Linked DNA regions of Zea mays: all the other regions are linked to region 2. A link is a contact called in public Hi-C data. All regions are on one chromosome and are shown on one strand. Each heading gives the region's core, a stretch centred on a gene start, on an enhancer-like site or on the middle of the called end of the contact. The rest is flanking DNA. Distances are from core to core; before and after follow the strand shown. Region 1 holds the start of LOC100272372 (UDP-N-acetylglucosamine (UAA) transporter family). Region 2 holds the start of LOC100383746 (putative MAP kinase family protein). Region 3 holds the start of LOC100282961.

The links. A called contact is a pair of places that touch in the nucleus more often than the background predicts.
Region 1: a Hi-C map of tassel shows a contact between it and region 2, with 2.1 times the contacts expected there. The contact joins the promoter of LOC100272372 here to the promoter of LOC100383746 in region 2. A contact is called at or near these places in 2 of 25 Hi-C or Micro-C datasets (ear and tassel).
Region 3: a Hi-C map of tassel shows a contact between it and region 2, with 3 times the contacts expected there. The contact joins the promoter of LOC100282961 here to the promoter of LOC100383746 in region 2. A contact is called at or near these places in 2 of 25 Hi-C or Micro-C datasets (ear and tassel).

What each region holds. Positions count from the first base shown.
Region 1 is chr9:13,646,617-13,650,120 of Zm-B73-REFERENCE-NAM-5.0, forward strand. LOC100272372 (UDP-N-acetylglucosamine (UAA) transporter family) reads left to right here and starts at 2,072. Exons shown (of 6, transcript NM_001146853.1): 1 at 2,072-2,199; 2 at 3,073-3,178; 3 at 3,273-3,504. The coding sequence starts at 2,162.
Region 2 is chr9:13,253,390-13,257,468 of Zm-B73-REFERENCE-NAM-5.0, forward strand. LOC100383746 (putative MAP kinase family protein) reads right to left here and starts at 1,940. Exons shown (of 1, transcript NM_001176382.2): 1 at 481-1,940. The coding sequence starts at 1,752. The coding sequence ends at 709. LOC100383072 (DNA-dependent metalloprotease WSS1) reads right to left here. Exons shown (of 5, transcript XM_008660960.3): 5 at 3,688-4,079.
Region 3 is chr9:13,684,536-13,688,205 of Zm-B73-REFERENCE-NAM-5.0, forward strand. LOC100282961 reads right to left here and starts at 1,577. Exons shown (of 6, transcript NR_159534.1): 1 at 1,181-1,577; 2 at 449-537.

The DNA.
Region 1 (3,504 bases), core at 822-3,321, 390 kb after region 2:
TGCGGACGCTTGTAACCCCCTACTGCAAGCGCACCCGACCTGGGCGCAGGACAACACGAAGGCCGCGGGTTTCCCCTTTTGCCTGTCTCCTTTCCCCCCTTCGTGCTCCGTCTCGCGCCGACCCATCTGGGCTGGGACACGCGACGACAATTTACTCGTCGGTCCGGGGACCCCCCGGGGTCAAAACGCCGACAAAAAATAATAAATATATTTAATGAAATATGTAGCATTTATTAGGATGATATGGCAATTAGTGGAGTATGATAAGTATGGGTGATAATAGGTCCTAAATTTTACACTATAAAATTTAAGGATCGAATCAGGATCAGACTCTATTTGTATTTATTTTTAAATTAAAAATAATTTAGGACCCTAATAGATTATAAAGAAACATTTGAATCGTGATCTATTACCATGCCTAATGATACGTGGGATGCTTGCACGTAGAGGTCGGAGGATAATGTCGTTTGTTTTTATAAAAGAGATAGGTAAATAAATAGATAGGTAGGCGGATAGATATAGATCATGATTTATATAGTGGAAATATAAATATTGTGTAAATTATTAGGGAAGATTTGAATGCATTAGAGCTAATAGTTATTAGGGCACCCTAGCTAATAATTCAAATATTAGCTATTTTTAGTAAATAAGCTATTTGTTATCTAACTAATTTCATTAACAATTTTTATCCAACTAACTATTAGCTCTGACGCATACAAACACCCCCACTAACATCTAGGTTTATGGGCGAGGAGGAAAATCGAATTTTGACATAATATTCAAGGAGTCGTCAAGGAAAAAAGAGCTAGTTATAGGTACATGACCTTTTTTGTCATTGTTAAACTATCTCGTTGTTGTATTCCCTATTTCACTCTGTATTTTAAACTCTACTCTGTTAACAATGTAATCTACGGTGTAAAATAGTACTTTATACGTTATGTCCTGTCGAAGAAAACCTTAAGGCCCGTTTGTTTCATTAGAATTCTATTCTATTTTAATAATTATAATTTAGACAAAACTAATTAAGTTCATATATTTATATATGTAATATATTTGTGTATTATTCTAAATCATATAAGAGAGATAATTATATACTATATTTATGTTATAGAAAAGCAAGTAGAAGAGTGTGCTATAAGTTGTATATCGGAAAAATAGTATGTAAATCTATAAAATGAATTTTCATTTCTCACCCCATGAATTTGAAATAGGCTTATATGGTAATTTTGGAAAGTGGTAGAATGTTATATCCTAAAAAATAGTCTACTTCATTAGTAAGATTTCAATTCCTCAAAATAAAATGAAACAAACGGGACCTTTCTGTAGTTTGTAGTTTGTAGTTTCTCATACAACACCGATATGATATTTTATATAGCACTGATATGGCAACTTGGGAACGCCAACCCGAAGTCCGAGGCAGGAAAGTCAAGCCAGTGAGTTAAAGACATCCACCGGCTGAATAGAAATTGATTGATATGCAGTTCTGCATCCTCCACTAGGCCAGTCTCCATGGAAAGCTTGGGCGCGAAAAAGAGCGGCGCATCGCTTCGTGCTCACTCACTCCTCACGCTGCTCGCGCGTGCTTTGCCTCCATGCCGCCCGCTAACCAAGTAACCATATACAATTAACCAATATTATTACTAGCGAAGTCAGTTTATTAACCCGCTTGATAAGGACATTCTCAGTAATATGTTTTAGTGTAGAGGTGTTTAGAAACAAAGTATTTTTAGAGTTTTAAGGTAAAACCATGGTATTGGAGATACTATAGTTTTAAAATAATTTGCTTCTAAACATGTCTGTACTGTTTTCAATATTGTCATGTCAGATTTAAACTAAGTAACCGTGTATGCAGAGTTTCATCTCCCATAAAACTCCATTATTTTTTATAAAACCCTCTCTATATCTTTTCTCTTAATTGCACTGATATGTCACTAATCTTGATAATGTGTCACTACATTTAATGAGTAACTACATTTAATAATGAGTACAACGTTGAGAATGACGTCAACCAGCGGCTCCGGAATCCGGATCTCCCCACACGGCCACACGGACACGGCCACACGCTTCGGCAGGCACGGCCGGTCCATGTAGCGCGCGCCCGGACACGGAGCAGGGGTCACGCGCAACGGCAGCCCGGCTTGTCGGGAGCGCGAGGGGCGACATGGGGGCGGAGGCCGGCGAGCCCAGCTCCATCCTCAGGTGAGCATGAATTCCCGCTATTCCTTTCTTTGTTCTTCTTGCTGCGCATCTCCGCCGCACTGCCCCGCTTTGCTTTACCCTCCTCCCCGCATGATGATTGGGGTGGGGACTGGAGGGGGAGGAGGGGGATGCTGGCAACTGCGCGGCGGCGCCCTGCCGGTTTTCACGCGATGCTTTGGGGGGATTTGAATACTTGCACGATATTTGGATGGTGGAATCGTGCGGGGAAGGCGTTTCCATGTATAATTTCTTGCCCCCTTCTGCTGTCATTTGGTTCGTCAGATTAGCAAACAAGTGAATGGGGATTTGGTTCGTTGTGCCCCGCCCTCAGGCAAGCCCATATTCATGGGCGTTTGGCAGACTAATCCTCTGCAGTTCTGCTTCTTTTGCAGATTGTTGTGCTCGTAGCGTAGAGGCATTGGGTTTTAGACGTCCTTTATTTCTGAAAGAAAGAAACTGGTTGGTTCGTTAACAATTTCGTCGCGTCTCGGAATATAATTAGTAGCGTATAAAGTCCTCCTCCTTCAATGGTACTGTATGTATGCAGTCAACTATCTGAGTATCTGACTCTCTGGCCGCTTGATGTGGTGGCATACTTAAACTACACACTCGTCTAAAAATAAACACTCTTCTGCGCTTCATCATAGTTAAATCGAACCTACCAGATCTCACTTGGTTTAGGAGATAGTATCAAGTTCAACTTTTGCAAGAATGGCTAGGGTCATGTTCTTTGTTACTAAGGTCATAAACATCTTTAGAAATATTGTAATGCTTAATTTCTGGAGAAAAGAAAACCGGTTTTGCGTAGAGCTACTGGGTCAGACCAGATTCAGATTTCAATGTATTTGAAGTTCTGGCCATTTCCCTGTGCAGCTTAGCTTCCGCCTTTTCCTATGGAGTCGCATCTATGGCAATGGTTTTCGTGAACAAAGCGGTTCTTATGCAGTATGTTCACTCCATGACCCTCCTCACTTTACAGGTATTGCTGAGCATCACGGCCGGGAAAGTATTGCATGCTTCTATGTTTGACTAAATCTGATTGTTTTGTTCAATTTCTCCGTTACTTTCTGCAGCAAATAGCAACAGCACTTCTGATACATTTTGGTCAAGTTCTAGGAATGTCTAAACGAAAAGACTTTAGCTGGATAACCGCGAAGAAACTTCTTCCAGTGTCAATTTTCTACAATGCAAATGTGGGATTTGCTCTAGCAAGCTTGAAAGGGGTTAACATCCCAATGTATATTGCAATCAAAAGGATCACTCCCCTTGCTGTGTTGGTGGCTGGGTGCATGCGGGGAAAGGGGA
Region 2 (4,079 bases), core at 690-3,189:
GTTTGAACCTCCGTTCGGGGTATTAAATGTAGTCGGATTATAAAACTAATTTCTCAGCTGAAGATTAAAAAGTGAGACGAATCTAGTACAGTTGGTTGGGTCTATATTTCATACTCCTATTTGAAAGTCAAACGCTTGATGTGACTCGGACTAAACTTTAGTCCACAGAACCAAACACCCCCTAAGTTTCTAAGCAAACCTTTTTCGAACAATGAAAATCGGTAGCAAGTGGACCTCTCTCTGTACTTGACATATGATATGATCTTTTACAAAATCATTTGTACACACCTTTTTTTTTTCTCTTTCTCGTTATGCTATCATCGCTGGAAGTAAAAAAGAAAAGAGCATCAAACAACAGGAAGGAGAAAGAAACCTTAAATCGCAGCAGCGAGGAGCGGGTTGAGGACGACCGTGGTGATGAATTGATGATGGAGAATTGGAGATGGACACAGCACTCAAAATTGGTAGGAGACCTTAACTGCAGCAGAAGCAACCATGGATGGATGCGGACGTCGATGATGGAGGATAGAACCCGAAATTGGCCAGCAAATTCCCTTGATACATCAGGGATCAGATCCGTGTATTGTATCCAAGGGAACGCCGGATTGATTGGAGTCCCACACTGCCTGCAGCCAAGGGAGGGAGGCCAAACTGAGACGAGATCCGTACTTTGGTCCCAACTCCCAACCCGCCGAAATGGTGGTGTGGTCATGACGGGGGAGGAGCAGCGAGGGGCTGCGGGTGCGGGCCGGCGACGAAGGGGTGCTGCAGCAGCTGCGCGGCCGTGAGGCGCTTGGCCGGGTTCTTCTGCAGGCAGCAGGCGATGAACCCCCTGAACTCGCGCGAGGCGGTGGGCGGTGGCTCGGGCGGGTCGTTGTAGCAGATGGCGCACATGAGCGCGGCCCAGTCGCCCTGCCTGCCGAGGTTCTCCCCGAAGGGGAACCTGCCCAAGTAGAACTCGAGGATGCTGAGGCCGAAGCTCCAGATGTCGCCGGCGTAGCCGTCGTAGCTGCCGTCGTTGAGGTCGGTGTTGATCCGCTCGGGGCTCATGTAGGCGATGGTGCCGACGGAGGAGTTGCAGGGGTCCATGGTCTGGTTGAGGATGCGGCCGACGCCGAAGTCGGCGATCTTGACGCGGCGCGCCGAGTCGATGAGGAGGTTGGAGGGCTTGATGTCGCGGTGCACGATGTGGCGGCGGTGGAGGTACGCGATCCCGGACAGGACCTGGCGCGCGACGTCGGCGAGGAACGGCTCGGCGGCGATGCGGCGGCCGTCGAGCGACCCGCCGTCCATGTACTCCAGCAGGATCTGGAGCTCCCCGCCGCGCTCGTACATGCCGTGGCACCGCACCACGGCCGGGTGCTCGGCGGTGCGGAGGATGGCGATCTCGCGCGCGATCTGCCGCCGCACCGCGTCGTCGTGGTTCCCGTACAGCACCTTGAGCGCGTAGGGGCGCCCCGTGCCGCGGTGCCGCACCATCCACACCGTCCCGCCCGCGCCGCTGCCGACGCGGCGCACGCGCTCCAGCTCCGCGAGCGGGGGCGGCTGCTGCTGCTGCTGCGCCGCGGGGGCGGGCGCGGTGACGCCCGGCGGGGTGGGCCCCCCGGCGGAGGCGGCGGCTGGCGGGAGAGGGAGCGGGACGGCGAGGGAGGTGGCGACCTCGCGCTGGGGCATGGGGAGGGTGAGATCCGGGCGGCGGCGCGCGCGGCCCGGCGTGCCGGGCTGCTGGGTCGGGAGGCCGCCCGGGCGCATGGCGTGGTGCGTGGGTCGCTCTGGGCGGGGCTTGGGGTGGGGAGGAGTTCGTTAGGCCGGGTGTGGTAGTAGTGATGGCGTCTGCGTGACTCCGTCTGGATTCTTCTCCTCCCCACTGCCGCTCGGGGTTTGTCGTGCGGTGCCCGTTTATTGGAGAACAGTGCCTGATCGCTCATCAGGTTGGAGAACGGGACGGGACACCGAACGCGGAGGCCACCGGGAAGCACAAGCAATATCGAGTTCCTGTTCCTCACGAGGCGACGACCTCGCCTGACGGTGACGGCAACCCCAGCAGCTGGAGGACGAGTGGAGATGCGACGCGATGCCTCGTTGGAGACGCACCGTGGCGTGCTGACCTTCACCGTCTGCTGCTGCCGCGCCGTACCGTGATTAATGAAGCATGCTACGAATGATTTTGGGGGCACTGTCCGTCCGACTGTTCCCCATGATACAGTTTTGGTAAATAAGACCCGTACATGTAGTACCTCTTTCCCGTTCGTACACGGTCCTCCTACGTGCCTTCCTGACTTCCCAAGGATTTGGTATCCACAAAAATTGTACCACGCTAGCGACACACGATTTATTTTTTGTTATTAATAAAGGCGTGCTCGATATCAAGGCTGATTATTATCTAGCTAATTTTTTTAAACTCCAATCAGCTCTAATGCATCCACAGAAGAGCTAATAGACGAACTGATTTTACAGCTAAAGAGTCTTCAACAAATTATTATTCAACCAGTTTGTCAACTATACATTAATTAGCAACGCGTAACAATTAAGTAGAGAAACGTGGATAATCATGTCATCACCAAGCAACAAGCCCCCAATACACGGCGCGCGCGTGTTGATTAAAACGGTAAAAATCTCAGGTTCAAATCATCCTAGTTCAGGGAGAATCTTGCAACGCGCACCTGCAACCCAAGCCCGCTATCACCTCACGTGCTCGAAATTCGAACGATCAGCTAAGCAGAAAGGTTGGACGACGCGACGTGTCAACACATGAAGTCTTTGGTGATCTACCTGTGATCATTGACTATAAGGCACAAAACTCTACCGAAAGAAGCTGTAAAGGTCATCGCTGCACACCTTCCAGACCACGTGCGTTAAAAGAGTTATACGCGATCACGCACCTGTGTCCAGAAAGATGGCAAAGATCAATGAACTGAAGAACCTTTCGACCTCACCTTCCAGTTTCTTTACACGGGGATAATGGGGGATGTCTTCAGACCAGGGGTGGCAGGGTGAGTGCTAGCAAGATAAACATGAACCTGACCATGCGGTACCAGCCAGTGGCGACCCTGCGACATTCGTCGCTCTTCGGCTGCAAACTACAGAACTTCAACGAGGATGATACAAATACACTGTACTTGGTTATTCCAATGATGACGCAAAGCCCTAAGGGCATGTTTGGGTTAAGAGGAATGAAGAGCAGATGCAACAGCTTTGGCTCCGGATTTTCTGGGACAGATCTAAGGGCTTTTTTAAACACAGGAATTTTACAGAAATAGCATAGAAATTTTACAGAAATTAGTTCAAAAACACAGAAAAAAAAGAAAGATTCAGGAAATAATCCTTCAATACAAAAGAGCCCTAAGGTTAATCTTAGTAAGAGTTTTATATGAGTTTCATTTACATTAAATAGGTTGCTATGTAGGTGTTTCTTTACATGTAAGCGAATTTAAGAAGAGAATCTAAGGATGGTAATGGATCACGATTCAAATATTTCTTCACAATAAAGTAAGTCTCTTATTAAAATTTAGTTCAAAAATAAATATGATTGTAAAATTTAGAGCACGGTTAACAACTCTCTGAACCGTGAATATCCGTGTATTGTAGAATGAATTTTTACATAATGAATAGATATTTCATCCTAGTTTCATTTCATTATGTATGATATGACAGCTTCGAGAAGACCATAAAACTATCTACTAAAGCTGGTCTAACAAGCAGGCAAATTCTTTTAAAAAGAGCATTGCAGATACTTGTAATAAACCTTACATTAATTGACGTAATAAATTTCCTCACCCCACGGCAACATGAGTCGACGACGTCGGAACAGATAAAGACCAATTCGCCGGTGTGCCCTAGGTGCGAGTTGTTACCTGTCACCGAGACGGCGAGACACGAAACACGAGTTCAGAGGCTGCAATGCTGCATGCCCTGGGCTTGGGGCTAACGTTAACAGACATGGACTACGATTGTTTCATTTTACCAATCCGTGGATTGCTCCAAGCAACGTCCACAAAAGAGGGTCGCTTAAATAGTACTACCAGTTTAACAGGTATCAGATTTTTCCAGACCTATGAAACCTGATATGACATGAGTAG
Region 3 (3,670 bases), core at 327-2,826, 430 kb after region 2:
CATATCGTTAGAGCATGCAGTTTCCAATATGATATTGACTAGCATTATCTACAGGATATATGTATTATATTATGAACAGGCTACAGGACTTTCTTGATTTTGTGTCATCAATCTAAATGAAATTTTACAAACAAATTGTCAGAGCCAAAGCTTAACATACAACATACATAAATTGAGTTATAGTTGTTATATTATGAGCATTTTCAATGTTTCCTACTTTCTCTACTCCTGCAACAGCCAATAGCTGTGACCAGATGGTAGGCGTGTACCCAAGCCCAAACCCAAACTCATATTCCATATACCAAATAGAGCTCTGAATGTAATTTAGTACCAACTCAGATATTCTTCACAAATAACACCGACAACATATGGAATGTCATATAAACATCTGATACAACATACCAATAGAGGTTTATAACATGTTGACAGCAATACATTGATCACATACCATCTAGGTCACGGATTGCATCCTCTGCGTCCCTCTTATCATCAAAATCAATAAACGCAAAGCCAGGTGGTTTCCGAGCAACCCAGACACTGCTTCCACAAAAACATGAAAAAAAGTGTACCAAAATCATCAGCATCAAGCAGCATATATCAATGCAAGATGTAATTCTATGCATTCAACGATTATATAATGGTACAGAACTTTGTACAGGGTCCAGAACAGCATATCCTTTGGTGTTCAAAATACTGGCCATATCATTCATTTTGAATCCAGATAGTGTAAACCCCCACAGACCACAGTAATGTAAGCCAAGGTCTATCACCAGTGAATTTGACAAATCGTACCATGCTCAATCAAAGAAATAATTGTCACAACCAAAGTACAACAGGTTATGTTTGGGAATGATGCGTATTATTAAGGCGACATCTCCCAAGTATGGTAGGGCAATTATATACAGTACCAGTATATTTTATCGTAAAACAGGAGACGATTTGCAGTACAACTCGTGACTGTCATGCTAACGAAATAGTCAATCGTCCTTGCAACCCAGGACAGACAGATACTAACCTGACACCAAATCATAAACCTACAACACTTCAGCTTAGGATCGCTATATCTAACAAAATTCTGTCCTTATGGTTATCATCCGAACGGGATCATACAAGTAGACACGCGTGGATTTCTAAGACGAGACACACGAATCTAAGGATCTGAGGCGAGAGCACTACTGACCTGCGAAGAACCCCGAACGTGCGGAACTCGTCCTCCAGCTCCCGAGCGGTCACCCGGGGATCCAGGTTGCCGATGTACAATCGAGCCATTACAACAGATCACCTGCAAATCGTTCGCCACAAACGGTTATCGACAGCAGTTAGGTTTCGGCAAAGCCAGGCAGACAGCCACCGAGAACATTCGAATCAGCGACGAGCCACGCCAAGCAAAGCAACGAATCGCTCAAAATCCAGTCGAAAACAAACAGATCTTAAAACTCGAGACCAAAACCAGACGCGGAATTCGGCCGAGGGAGGGGTGGGGAGGACGGCCCACGAATCAACCAGATCTAGGGTTTCGAGGCAGGGGAAAAAAGTACATGGGGTCCAGAAGGCGAGAAGGAAATCCGTGGCTTGCCTTCTCCGATCTGCTTCCTCCCGGCCTCCCGGGGCAGCCTGGCTGACGCTTGCGGACGGAGATGTAGGTGAGCGAGGGCGAGATGAGATCACGCGACGCGAGGATGGATTGATATATTCTCGCGTTGCCGGGTTGGGATTGGACGGGAGTACGGGCCAGTTTAGGAATCAGAACTTTTGGTTGGACCCGGAAGCCGTGTGATGTTTTTGGTGGGCTGGGCTTCTTATGGGCTTGCCAGCTTGGGCTGCTGACTGCTGTTCAAGTTGAACTCTACAGCACGCAGATAAAGTTGTTTTGATCATCTTTTTTTGAAAAAAAATAATACACTGTAGAATTTCCAAACAGACCACATATTACGAAGTCCTAGCATCGCACAAATGAAGTTCACTCAAAAATCAATTCTAGCATTTGTTGACATATAAACGAAGCAAACAATTGCACTGCCGAACTTACGACGTGTTTGGTTTACGGAATCCTGCGTCCGAGCCTCGATTAGTTGTTTGGTTTGACGAAGTGAACTAATCTGTCCGCCATACGATTGCACCCTGCGCTAGTATATTCGCGACATCTACTCATTCCTCTAGAAATAGTCGAACGAACACATGCCGAATACACTAATACCAGACAGGGTCACTCCTCAAACCAAATAGCCTATTAGAAGTGTTACGTATTGCGTCCTCCCGCCTTTACAGCTCTGCACCTAATGTTGAAAGCTAAATATGTCCAGTGAATTATATCTTGTAAAAAATGAGTTTGCATTCATAAAAAATCATGTAAATTCTTGTAAGGGCTAGTTTAGAAACACCATTTTTCTAAGGGATTTCTATTTTCCTAAGAAAAAATAAACTAATTTTCTTAGAAAAATGAAAATCTCTTGGAAAGATAGTGTTACTAAACTAGCCCTAAGCTATGTTGTACAGCTTCCATCATTTTCACCTCTAAGGTCATGAGACGTTGGTCGCATTCCTTTCACCTAATTCAGTCTTGAGTTTCATATGACCTTTTATGGTTAACTACTAAAATGATGCTAAGGTGCTGTTTGGTTTACATATTTATAACGTGATTGATAACCGATAATATTAAATCATATTTGTTTAGTACTAACCGTAATCGGATACCACATTAGAAACTAATACTAGTCTATTCAACTTTGTTATCACTGATAATCATTATCGTTGTTTGAACCAAACATTCCGGTGTACCAAACACGCGGACGTCAGGCGATGCTGGGAGAAGGATCAGCATCGGAAACCATTCATCTTTCGCACATGCGATGCGATGCGCTTTGCCCTTTGTTGTACTGCCTGCTTCTCGCTGGCCACCATCCAAAGGGAGCGTCAGAGACTGGACGCAGCACCGACACAAGAATGTTCTTATGCGATCTGTCCCTGCCCGCGGCCTGGGCCTGCCTTGCCTTGCCTTGCCTTTTGGGGGGACTGGATGTTCTCAGAGCTCATCTTCCCCAGACGAGAAACCACCACGGTTCCAGTTAACTGTCCGATGTAATCGCAGTAGCACCCGTGTGTTTCCCTGCGCCCGTTTCCGTGGATCAGCTCTCTTGTTAATTCAGAAGGGATCAGAGGATTCAGAGCGCAAAAATGCAAGACGCGGTGAAATTCAGAGCCAGCTTTTGTGCCGCTTGACTCACCGGTCGTGTTCACCTTTTGGTGGATCTGCCATGGTTTGGTTTCTGTTAAGCTAATGATGCTTGCTGCTTGCAGCACGGGCACTCCTGAGTCCTGACTCCTGAACCCGGGTTGAAAGGAGAACAAAAACTAGGTGAAAGGATTTAAAATGCAAGCTTTACTGTAGCTGCGCGTGCTCCCCTCTGCTCTGTCAAAATTTGACTCACGCTGACCAGCCTGGTTGGTGACTGTGTGAGTGGCACCATTATTATTATTATTATTATTATTATTTCGACCGCAATGAGTAGCATGCAGTGTGGCACAGTGCATGCGAAGTTTCCATGGTATAGTTAGCTCTGCGCTGTTCATAAGAACATACAGCCCTTGGTAAATTCTTTGCCTTCGCATGAAAAGGTGTTGTGGATCGTTTTTTTTAATTTTGATAAATAGATAAACAACATATGCAACG